Regions from separate parts of the Mus musculus genome. Here regions 2 and 3 are each linked to region 1. Evidence: chromatin contacts called from public Hi-C data. All regions are on one chromosome and are shown on one strand. The core of a region is the stretch at or near the end of the contact, and the rest is flanking DNA. Distances in the headings are between cores, read along the strand shown. Region 1 has its middle 80 kb from the start of Rph3a. Region 2 overlaps Rph3a (rabphilin 3A). Region 3 holds the start of Rph3a (rabphilin 3A).

Region 1 (3,949 bases), core at 950-3,449:
TGGAATGCTCGAAGCCCTGTATTCAGTCTCCACCACCACAGAAAATGGCATGCGGTGGTTCATGCCTGCAATCCCAGCACTGTCAAGGATGCTTGGAAGTATCTGCAGACAAATGACAAGCAGGGGAGTTGGTAGAGGGGCAGAAGAGTCTGGGTTCTGTGGGTGAAACCGGCCACATCCACAGGCAGTAACAAATCCCACCTGCTTTCCCCCAGGCTCATCCTAGAAACTGGCTGAGGAACAAAAGTAGCCATTTGGGGAATGCTGAGCGACCTCCAGGTACCCAAGAGTGACGACAGTCATACCAGCATCTCACAGTGGGATTTACAAACCCACTAGACACAGGAAGTCGGGGCTGTTCTTTTGCCTGGTGGGGAACTCTGTCTGCAGGGGCTCTAACGTCATCTCTCTCACCTCCTTTCTCTTTTTTTGACATACTGCTCCCTAGGCAGAGAGGAGACAGCAAGGAGACAAAAAGGGAGGATGGCTTGGCCTTCTTGCTTTGGCTTCTGAGCTCAGAGCTCACAAAGAGACAGTCCATTTTCTTATATTTTGGAAGGAGTTAGGAGGGCACGGGTGTGTAGTTATGTGTACACATGTGCACATGCACACAAGCCAGAGAAGTAGAGTGAATGCCCTGCTCTATCACTTCCTGTCTTGTGCCCTCCTTCATCCAGGGTCTCTCACAGCACCCAGAACCACAGACTAGCAGTCAATAAGCCACAGCTGCCCTCCTATCTCTGCCCACTGTGATGTTAGGGATACAGGTATGGCCACAGTCATGCCCATACTTCTTACATGTGTGTGCTGGGGTTTGAACTCAGGCCCTTGTGTTTCCATTGCAAGTGCTCTTACCCACCGAGCCATCTCCCCAACCCTTCTTCCTCTTCTTGCAGTTTTAGAAGCAGCCAAGTGTGACTGGGAGGGCCAGATCCTTGCCCAGCCCCCTGATCTACCTAGGAGAAAGTCATGCTTTATGGTGAAGTCTAATCATTCAGTTGAGCTGAGACACACTAAAGCTGCCTTGGTCTCTGCCAGGAAGGCATAGCCTCATACATCTAAGCTGTCTGCTATGCAGTGATGGCACACACCTTTAATCTCAGCCCTCTGGAGGCAGAGGTAGGCGGATCTCTAAGTTCAAGGCCAGCCTGGTCTACAGAGTGAGTTCCAGGACAGTCAGGGCTACACAGAGAAACCCTGTCTCAGAAAACAAACAAGTCTGCATTTGACCACTGACTGCTGTAGCCTGCTGTGCATCCTGAGAGCAGGTGAGGCAGGCTGAAGGGGTAAGAGAAAGGTGGTACGAAAGAGCCACTGAGGAAGTTTAAATCCCAGCCTCACCACTTAGCTGCTGTGTGCCCCTGAGCACATTGTTTAACTTCTCAAAGCTTCCCTGATACCTTTCTGATCATCTTCCTTAAGTCCCCCCACCATCTGGTCCCTCACAACTCTTCTCCTCCTGAGACTTCATCTTGGAATTAAGTTATCAATCCCTTAAAAAACCTCTAACTGGGCCTCGAAGATTTACGGACAGATTTGTTTACCATATATAGGCAAATCAGTTGTTTAACAGGGCCCTGGTGACACAGGCAGATAAGGTTTGACTGGGGAAGAAAGATGAAGAAGCTCCCAGAAGAGGTAACATGATGTCTAGGAAGAAGATCCAGGCTTCAGTTTCCCCGTGCAAGCAGCAGATAAGGTGAACAAAGCTTCACTGAGCTAAGATTTCACTGCCCCCTTCCCTATATCCTGTTGTCACAAAGCCCATTTTACAGATGATAAAACTGAGGCCAGAGAGATGAAGCAACTGGCTCTGGGTCTCCCAGAAGCACACGGGAGAACTGTGTTGAAATCTCAGAATCTTTTGGACATCTCATGGTTCTTTAAAGGCACGAGAATGAGTCCTTTGATAGGGCTGAGGAACGGGGACGGAGAGAAAAGAGAAATCGGGGATGAAGAAAATCACTGACAAGGCCAGCCGTGCTCTACACAGACACTGCTAACATGGGCCTGAGCATGAAGACTCCAGGTCTCTGAGGGAGGCTAGCTGCAGCAACACATTCCCTCCCCCTAACTGCAGACAGCCTTGGTCCCTGAAACCGTTACCATGGAAACCACTTCTCCAGGGTCCAGGGCAAGGAGCTAAGGCCAAGTGGCAGGAGGCTGAGAGAAGGAGCTGGCACAGGCCTGAGGAGTGAGTGCTGGGGACCCAGGAGGGAGTGACAGGGTCACCAGATGGCTGCAGGGCCGGAGGCCAGCACACTCCACAGCACGAGTCCCAAGTGATCCCAGTCTGCCAGGCTCTCTTCGACACAACGATGCTTCTACCCAAGAACAAAAAGAAACTACAGAGCAATACATGTTTCCTAGGCCTCCTGAGTGCTAGGCAAGCACCGGTGAGCCATAGCCTTGGTCTATACCTGAGAAACTCAATTTTCTCTCTTTAATCATGTTTGGGTTCTCTGTGTTCCAGATCCAGAAAGCACAGATCACTCACTACCTGTCCCCAGTATAAATAGCATTAAGAACCCCAGGAAACAAAATAGGATTGAGCACCTGTAATCCTGGCACTTGAGAGGCTGAGGCAGGAGGATCACCAGTACTTAGGAGGTTGGAGGAAAGATGTTCCGGTGAACTTTAACATCACTTTGACTCGGCCTAGAGTCATCTGAGAGGAGAGCTCCAACTGAGGAAGAACTAGGGTCAGATTGGCCTATCACTGTGCCTGTGGGTACTGTCTTGACTGGGAGTTCATACAGGAGGTTTCAGCCCACTATGGGTGGCACCATTCCCTAGGCAGTATGTCCTGAACTATATAAGGAAGCTAGCTGGTCATAAACCTGCCTGGTCAGCAAGCAGCAATCTCATAGTTCCTGACACCATTCTTTGACTGTGAAAGGAGTTCATTGGTTGGAGATAATGCCATGTAGGCTAGCAAGCAGACCCACCTTTGGGTTCCTATCTTGACTTGGCTCCAAGATAAAATGTAATCCAGAATGTAAGACAAATACACCCTTTCCCTCTCTAGGTTGCTTCTGATCACTCCAACAGAAATAAAACTAAAACAAATAAGGACCAGAGGTTCATCTTTAGCTGTATAACAACTTTAAGGCCAGTCTGGGCTACATAAGACCATGTCTCAAAAGCAGATAAATAAACCCACTCCAAGTTAAAGGTATAGATTAAATCCAAAAGACACTCCTAGGTAGGTTTTTTTTGAGGGTTCTTCACTGGCCAGCTTGCATTCACTGCTGTGTTGAGGGCACAGCAGTAGTAACACCCGATGGTCATCGTGCATCATGAAGGTCTATCCTGTGCCAACTCCTCCCATCTCCATTGTTGGATAAAATGTTAGTGCAGTTACTGTCATCCCATTGCACTGAGAAGAAATAGAGGCTCAGAGAGTTTTGCTCACCAGCCCAAGGACCAACTTCAGTATGTGGCAGGGTAAGTAACCGTAGAAGGAAGGGCTGGACGCTGTCCAGATGGACTCTCCCACAGCTCTGAAACTCAGATGTCCCAAGCCAGTGTGACTGGGCTGGAACTGGTGATGCAGGAAACAACTTTTCTCTCTCTAAGGACTCTGAGGTAAAGTCTCTCAGACTCACCAGCACCCAAAGGCGGCCGAACTTGCTCTCTCTCTACCTAGCACCTCAGAGTTTCTGTTTCTACCTCAATTGTTTTTCCTGGCTGTGACAAAACGTCTGGAAAAAAAGCTCACAGTTCATGGGGCTCACAGTTCAAGGGCTCACAGTTCATGGGGCTCACAGTTCAGGGGCTCACAGTTCATGGGGCTCACAATTTATGGGCTCACAGTTCATGGGCTCACAGTTCAAGGGCTCACAGTTCATGGGGCTCACAGTTCATGGGTGCAGTCCATCATAGTGCAGAAGACATGGCAGGACCATGAGACAGCTGGCCATACCATATCTGCAGTCAGGGAGCAGAA
Region 2 (3,949 bases), core at 373-2,872, 120 kb before region 1:
ATTTGTTCTGCAGCACGGGGTCACTGCTGAGGCTATGAGTGCCCTGTTTGGAGCTCTAAGCGTGGGGCAGACATTAGATGATTTAGCCCAGTGTTGTTTTCCATCATTCCCCTAAAAGCTGGCTATGATGTCAGCACACTCCTCCACTCACATCTTCTGTTCATGAACCATCAGCAAAGGGACACGGGAAATGGTTTCAGCCAGGGATGACTCTGCCCCCAGGGAACGGTGGTCAGTGTCTGGAGCCACATTTGGTCATCACAGCTGCTGGGGTTACCGATAAGCATCTGGTAGCTAGAGACCAGAGATGCTGTTTAAACAGCGTACGGTGCACAGCACAGCCCTCAATATGAAGAATTCCCCAGGCCCACATGCAGGTGGGTATTGAGGTTGAAAAGCAGGGAGTGAGAGGGGCTTGGGAGCCGACTTCACCGATGAGTTTACAGCCCACCCACAGTCACTCAGTGTGTCCATTTACATTCCCTTGATGGCAGACACAGAGCCAAGTCAGAAAACTGTCATCTATTTTGGTATTAACAACAGATTTTACAAAGTGTGTGTGTGCGCACGTACACCCGCGCGATCACGCAAGCTTGTGTGTTTGTTCAGTGAGTCTCTCACTGAACCTGGCTGGTGCTCATTGATTCTATAGGCCAGTGGCCGATCAGCTCCTGGGACCAGTCTGTCTCCATTCACTGTCCCCAGCTCCCCAGCCCTGCCCCCTCCCCAGCTCCTGCTGGCTTTTATACAAGATCTGTGGATGCGAATTCAGGTCAGCACATTTGCAAGGCAGGTACTTTACTGAGCCAGCTCTCTAGCTTTGGGATTTATTTTCTCTTTCTTTCTTTCTTTCTTTCTTTCTTTCTTTCTTTCTTTCTTTCTTTCTTTCTTTCTTTCTTTCTCTCTTTCTTTTTTAAAGACAGACCTCACGCTAAGCCCAGGCTGACCTTGAACTTGAGATCTCCTGCTTCAGCCTCCAGAGTGCTGGGATTACAGGCATGTGCCAGTAAACAGACTAAGGCTAAATGGATACTGGAAAGCACTTGTCTAATACTTGGGGAAACTGAGGCGCAACTCAACATTTTTAACATTGGGAGGTTACAGAGTCATACTAAACCTGATGAAATCTATAGATATTTGCTTCTTCTGGGAAAAAAAAAAAAAAGAATGTGTGTATAACTATGTCCGGAACACTGGGTGTCTCTGACCCTGAGTCACATCCATGGAAGTCCTGGGCTCCGGACTAAGGAAAGAAAAGCTGGTGTAGAAGGGAAGAGACTGAGCTGTCTGTCTGTGTCCTTGTCCAGCCCTGCCAATGACACCTGCCAAGGAGAGATACATTGTGGAAAAGTCCAAGGAGATACATTGTGGAAAAGTCCTGTGCTAGACAGTTGAGGGGGGTAGCAACCCCAGCAGGGACACAATGGATCCCATAGTAACAGGTCTTTCTTCATCTCTCTGGCTTCTCCCTCCATCATCCAGTCAGGATGCCAAGGTTAATGATAAGCCCTAATTACTTTTTTTGGAGTCCGTCTGTTTCAGGAAGCTGACCTCGAACAGAGCCACCCAGCTGCTGCCTCTTTGGAAGCAGGAGACTCGCAAATGCCTTGGAGGGGATCCAGGCGGGAGGAAATACAATAGGAACACAGAAGGACAGCCTAATGGACAGAGACTGCCACTTACAGGGAGTTGGGGGGGGAGGGCAGGTGATCTTTTTTTTTTTTTTTTAGGCAAGTGTTCCATTCTAGACTTACTGTGCCTTTGCCACTCAGAGGAAGCCCCTAGCAGCCATGTTTCCATGGAAATGTGGCATGGCTGTGTTTTGCTAAAACACATGGGGTGAGAGTTTTTTCTGAGGCTGTTGTATCCCCCATCTCAGATCCCCCTGGGACAGCCCTGCCACTTTCCCTTAGTTTCCTGTGTGTGCCCAACTCCCCCGAGGTGTTTCCAAAGATGGCAGGCAGTCTCATCTTCCCCGGCACGTCTCAGCCATGGAGATAGGACCTTTCCCTTCCATGAGAGACCATGGTCTCAGTCTGAGACATTTAATGGACTCCACTTTTACACTTCTTGCAGTAAAAGAGCCTGGCAGGGTGGGCTACTGAACAAGGAAGGAGTTGAGGGGTTTGGGAAACAAGAAGACACAGAACCTTCCGGTGGGTGTAGTGTAATCCTACTGGCAGGTGAACTGAGCAAGTGAGCGACCCCAGCCAATGCCCCATGAAACAGAAAAAGCACCCAGCATAGCCATGCCTGAATTCTTAACCCTTTAAATCATGAACAATGGAAAACTATATCTTTGTGGCTTTAAGTCACTATTTTTCCCCCTTGGCGTTTTGTTGCATAGCAGTGAATAGCCGGAGAACCTGGTTAAAAGTAGATGTTTCCCATCTCATCCAAATCTGCTTTGCCTAATGGTGGAGGAGGGCAAACCAGGAGCCTCCACATTGTGCCGTGAGAGGGAATGTGTACAAATGAGGCAGTTGGATAAAGTTCGTTCCAGGCCATTAACTGTCTATCCTCACATCCTGAGCAGAGCAGAGCTGGGCAGATGGGTAGAGGGTACATGAGCATTTAGACACTTGTGATGGAGCTGCGGGAAGACAGCTTGAGACTCTGCACAGCCCCAGGGCTCTCCTGGGCTCTTGGTTCCAACAAAACTGTCCCAATGAGGAAGCAAAAGGCCCTCCCGGGGAGACTTGATGCTCTTCTCCCTGTGAACTCAGAGTCAGACACAGATGGTGGCAGCAGCACATGGGGCAGATTAACAAGGCAGGAAGGAGTCTGCTGGAGAGGCCACCTGCTAAGCTTGAACTCTTAAATGGAAGTTTGGGGTTGGGGGCTTGCAAGTGGGCTCAGCAGGAAGAGGGGCTTGCTGCCAAGACTGATGACTGGAGTTCAATCCCCAAAGCCGCACAGTGAAAGGGGAAAATTGGTCCCCCAAGAATTGTCCTCTGATATCTGTACATATACCATGGCATGTAAAGAACTTTATTTACAATCCTGTCTCTCTGAGCCTTAGTTTCTCCTCTGTACAATAGCATCCACTCCATAGGGCAGAGATGAACAGGACTGTGTTGAATCAAATGAAGTTCTATACTACAGGGCTCAGGGCTGGAGCTCAATGGGTAGATAGCTTGTACAATGCCTGAAGTCTTGGGTTTCATTCCCAGTACTACAAAAACTGGGTGTGGTGGCACATGCTTGTTACCCCAGAACTCAGGAAGTAGGGGTCAAAGGGTCAGAAGTTCAAGGTCATCCTAGGCTACATAGCGAACTTCAGGCTAACCTGGGCTACATGAGATGCTGTCTATAGGTAGATAGGTAGGTAGGTAGATAGATAGGTAGATAGATAGATAGATAGATAGATAGATAGATAGATAGATAGATAGATAATAGATAATGGATAGATAGGATGGTAGACAGATAGCTAGATAGATAGATAATAGATAGATAGATGATAGATAGATAGATAGATAGATAGATAGATAGATAGATAGATAGATAGTAGGAGCAGGACTTGGCACATAGTAGGTGCACAGAAAATGCCCCCCCTTGTGGGGATTATTTTCTATGTTATTCAAAGTGACCTCATGCTGTCCCAGATGGCTTCACTTGGGTAACAGAAAAGAAAACCCAGGGATCAGGACTCAGATAGGGACAGGAATACCTGAAATTCTAACCCACTTAAAAAGAGCCTTTTTCTTCAGAGACACAGCCAACAATGCAGGGTGAGGTCCTCAACAGACACATCCAATCACTTCAGCAGTCGAGTGAGGAGGAAGGCCCCTAAGAGCCAGCTGGGGAAACTGAGGCAGAGTCCTCCCTCACTGAGAGCTTTGGGTTCCACAGTGGACATTCCAGATAGCAGAACCTCTTCTACAGTCTCACTGGCTCCACATCCCGTGCCCTACCTGGCTTTCATCTGATTCCCTTCTGGGGAGGTGGA
Region 3 (3,949 bases), core at 751-3,250, 80 kb before region 1:
GTGAACCTCAACCCCCTCCCAACCCCCTGTTCCAATGTCCAGCCACAGTCTACTCCAACCAAAGAACATGAAAGTCCAGTATTCTAAGTATCACCCATGGCCAAGCCTGCAGCATCTCATTTGAGCAAGCCAGATTTCTTCACTTTCTATTCATATGTATGGCTTCCCATGGAGGCGGATTCCTCAAGGTCACCCCAGATTGGCAGCCAGGTTTCAGGGGACCCTTTCCTTGGCGCTAACCACCAGGCTACCTACACTCTCCTCCTGTGTCCTGCCCACATAGGCTTATACCCTGAGCTCCCCGGGCCCCTCATGGCTCTGGGGCTGGGGCTGGGTGACCCTCTTGACACTTCCAGCATGCCAGTCCCTAGGGTTAGCCTTGTCTTATTCCTACCTCCCAAGTTCAACTTCCTGAAGAAATTCCAGTGGATAGAGACGGCTGAAGTGGATCGAAGTGCTAAAAATAAAGACTTTCATTTCCCCAAAAAAGGTAGGAAGTAATTAAAGCAGGAAGCAGAATTGAGTCCTCTCCCATAGATCACAGATTACTGGCAAAAGCATTTTAAAATTAAACATGAGCTTCGGGATTGGGTGGTGAGGGACCTCTGCTTCCCACTCACTAACAGGTTGGTATGGGGTTACCCCCATTGGGATATCAGAGAAAGAAATTGGTATAGGGGTTACAGCTTGTCCTGGAATTGGGGGCCTGGGGTTGGGATGTCATAGCCCCCTTCTCAATGGCAAGGTGAGCTCAGTGACAGAGCCACATACATACCCCCCATCCAGTCTCTTACAGGTGACACCACCTGTAAAATCCCATCTCGGCATCCCCGGCTCGGCAGGCAGCTGACTGCTTGACCATTCATGCCAAGAGAAAAGGTGGCTCTTTCATGGATCCCCGCTCTCCCATTTCAGGACAGCTGAGTTTGCAGAACCCACCACAATTCAATTATTCAGCCAGCCCTGGCGGAGAGCCCGGTCTGAGCCCCATCCTAAGCAAATGCTGGTCCAGGATGCCCAGGCAAGGGTTAACATTCCAGGCTCAGCTGACTCTCCCAACTGGGGCCAAGATGCCCACCCACCAACTCCAAACACTCAGAGGCCCCGTGTGCCATACAGGCCATGAAGGGTTAACTAATTCGAGAGCTGCCAATCACTTTCCTCAGGTTCTGCTGCAAAGAGGACAAGCTGGGCAGAAGCCACTCTCCTGCTCACTCGCCTGAGCAGGCACACACTTGCCTCCTCCCTGGGCACTGTACTAAAACCCCATTTGCCTCCGGAGTGTTGCTGATAAAAGCCTACAGAATACAGGCAAAGAACTATGCTCAGTTCTCAACAGCCCTACCCTCCCTGCTTCCCTCTCCCTAGCTCATGCATGCACATCTCAGTTAGGGTCCTGAGATCTCCTAGTCCGTTTGCGGGACCACCACAAAGAATGTCACTCACCGGGACAGTAGAGGATTGCAGCAGAATACGGGAGCCAAATTCTTGCCAACTCCCTGCTGGGGGGGGGGGGAGGTGTTAAGTCCCAGCGACTTGGCTTGAAAGAACAGCAGATATGCCTGAAAGAAAATTGTGCATTTGACTCTCCCGGTCTTCCCAAAATAAAACCGAGGCACCAACACGAACACATTCCCCTAAATCATGCACACACATACACACACAAAAAGGAAAAAAAAAAAAAGACAAAAAAGAAATACCCCGTCAGAGGCGAAAACTAAGTGCAGCTAGAGTCTGCAGCGGTGGGCAGCGAATCACCCAGACTACTCCACATGGAAGGTTTTGTAAGTCTCTTTCTTTCTCTCCCTTCTTCTCTTTCCTCTCTCCCTCTCTGGGCAGCGTAGGCAACTCTGGGATGCGGGTAAGAGACGAATCAATTGCTTCCCTGGTGCCCGATCCTGCTGTCACCTACTGCAAGAACCCTGTGTGATCCAGAGGGAGGGGCAGCCGCTTCCCGGCGGAGCAGGGGAGCCCAGCTTGCCTCCCACCGCGATGCATTGTGCCGCGTTGCCTGCGGGAGGAGAGGTGGGAGGCCAGGAGGGGAGGCTGGGCGCCCCAGAACGATCCGGATTGGCAGTCAGTACCACGGACAGCACCAGGACGCAAGCGGAGGGGAAGGGCGGCCACTAACCCCAGGCAGAACAGGGGAAGTTATTGGATCCCTGCAGCAGAGGAAGGGAGAGGCCAGAGTAGAGGAACCAGGACGATTTTGTCAGACTGCATATGGGCCACCTCGCTGCATACTTATGCTAATATTGTCAAATGAGCTATAACAATCCCTGATCTTCACAGGTACCTGTGCGTCTCCCTGTGGCTTCCAGGATCATCCACATTGCTGCTGAAGTCTGCAACTCAGGCTCAGAAGACTGCAGGAAAAAAACAAGGCTAAAAAACAAAACAAAACAACAAAAAACAGGAGTGCCTGAAGGGGATGGTGGTTTGTTTAAACAACCACATCTGACAGGTTTCAGGGAGCCTGGGCCAGCCCCATGCACCCCTGGGGATGGCACTTAATGTTTCCACGTCCCATCTGCAAACTGAAGACACGGCCACCACATTTTCCTAATGACAGAAAGAATGAGTCTAAGGTAGCGATAAGAAAGCCCACACTAGGGGCTGCTCTGATTCCATGATCTATAACCCACCCTCTGATTCAAATGTTTTGGCGAAGATAAAGGACTTGACAGCCGACGAGGCTGGTGCAAGCGTGTGGTTTGAGTGGGATGGAGCTGGAAATCTTAGGAGTTCCAGAGCAGACATGATCCTCTGCCAAAGACCCATCTCCCCAAACCAGACTGGCTCTCCGAGGTAAAGTCACTACACACAGGAAATAAATCTCCAGAGAGGGGGGTGATATACAGTGGGAATGTGTTCCCATGGCACCAGCATCCCGGATCCCCAGTGTGTGCTGCTGCTGCCAGCTACAAGAACATGCCCGCGGTGGAGAGAGAGAGAGTGGCAAAGTCAAAAGAAGCCAAGGGCTGTTTAGAACCTCCCAGCCAAGTGAGGGGTGTTCCTCTCTCCACTGGGGACTCATATGTAAAGTTTCCCATTGAGGGCCCAGGGTGAGTCACTACTTTCGCCACTAAAGTCTCCCTTTGAGAGCTAGGATTCAGACTGCCAGGATCTGAGAGACCATTTGGAGCTTGGCTCTACAGATGATCGCTATGGTGGTGTTGACGGTGGTGGTGGTCATCTGGGTGATAATGAAAGCATGAAGATCATGATGATGGTGGCAATGATTATGGTGGGGGTGGTGCTGGTGGTTGCTGGTGGGGGTTGTGGTGATGGTGGTGGTGATGGTGATGGTGGTGGTGGTGATGGTGGTGATGGTGCAGATAATGATCACAATGCTGACTGTGATAGCTGTGGTGATGTCAGCTATTTATTGGGAACCTGCTATGTTCCAGACATCCTTCCAGAAGCTCTGCATGTCTCATCTGAGGGTCTCTGTGCCCCCTCTGTGGTGGCTGCCATTCCCATTCTATAAATAAGGAAGTTAAGACCAAGAAATTCCATTCCTTGCTGGAGGCTACACAGTGAGTGACAGTCATGGGGATCAAACCCAGGGCTGGGATTCCAAAGTGTGCCCACTAGGATGTCTGCCCTGCAGGACCACTCGACAGAATCTTACAGTTTGGGGGCTGAGACCTTACTGCTTTTTTTTTTTTTTTTTTTTTTTTTGGTTTTTTGAGACAGGGTTTCTCTGTTTAGCCTTGGCTGTGCTGGAACTCACTCTGTAGACCAGGCTGGCCTCAAACTCAGAAATCTGCCTGCCTCTGCCTCCCAAGTGCTGGGATTAAAGGCATGCACCACCACTGCACGGCTACTGAGTCTTTTCTTAGCTGAGACAATGGCACACATTCATTCCTGTCACTTCACCAATGGAGAAGAGACCCAGGGGCTTGGAGAGTCTTTCTAGTCAAAGACCTGTGAGCAGATTTGGAGG

Evidence for each region. Hi-C and Micro-C count contacts between places; a contact is called where the count stands out from the background.
Region 2: a contact with region 1 is called in a Hi-C map of cerebellar granule neurons, with 2.2 times the contacts expected there. The contact joins two enhancer-like sites. A contact is called at or near these places in 2 of 15 datasets of contacts at CTCF or cohesin (pro-B cells and stem cell-derived epiblast-like cells), 34 of 484 Hi-C or Micro-C datasets (B cells, CD8 T cells, the CH12 cell line and 17 more), 3 of 115 datasets of contacts at active chromatin or transcription factors (all in embryonic stem cells) and 1 of 9 other capture datasets (embryonic stem cells).
Region 3: a contact with region 1 is called in a Hi-C map of cerebellar granule neurons, with 1.8 times the contacts expected there. The contact joins the promoter of Rph3a here to the enhancer-like site in region 1. A contact is called at or near these places in 6 of 39 promoter capture datasets (the 3T3-L1 cell line, the HPC-7 cell line, embryonic stem cells and 3 more), 18 of 484 Hi-C or Micro-C datasets (the C2C12 cell line, the G1E-ER4 cell line, brain and 10 more), 5 of 115 datasets of contacts at active chromatin or transcription factors (SST interneurons, embryonic forebrain, embryonic stem cells and 1 more) and 4 of 9 other capture datasets (adipose tissue, embryonic stem cells, liver and 1 more).

The regions. Positions count from the first base shown.
Region 1 is chr5:121,087,727-121,091,675 of GRCm38.p6, forward strand. No RefSeq gene overlaps it. Among named protein-coding and RNA genes, the nearest start is that of Rph3a, 80 kb to the left of the region's middle. Within about 2 kb of position 2,200, at least 9 of the 459 cell types and tissues checked have an H3K27ac peak or open chromatin away from gene starts, as enhancers often do. A contact at or near this core is called in cerebellar granule neurons and cerebellum, where this site is marked.
Region 2 is chr5:120,968,314-120,972,262 of GRCm38.p6, forward strand. The region is part of intron 5 of Rph3a (rabphilin 3A); the gene reads right to left. Among named protein-coding and RNA genes, the nearest start is that of Gm32185, 20 kb to the left of the region's middle. Within about 2 kb of position 1,623, at least 7 of the 459 cell types and tissues checked have an H3K27ac peak or open chromatin away from gene starts, as enhancers often do. A contact at or near this core is called in cerebellar granule neurons and cerebellum, where this site is marked.
Region 3 is chr5:121,007,538-121,011,486 of GRCm38.p6, forward strand. Rph3a (rabphilin 3A) reads right to left here and starts at 2,001. Exons shown (of 22, transcript NM_011286.3): 1 at 1,701-2,001; 2 at 1,447-1,562.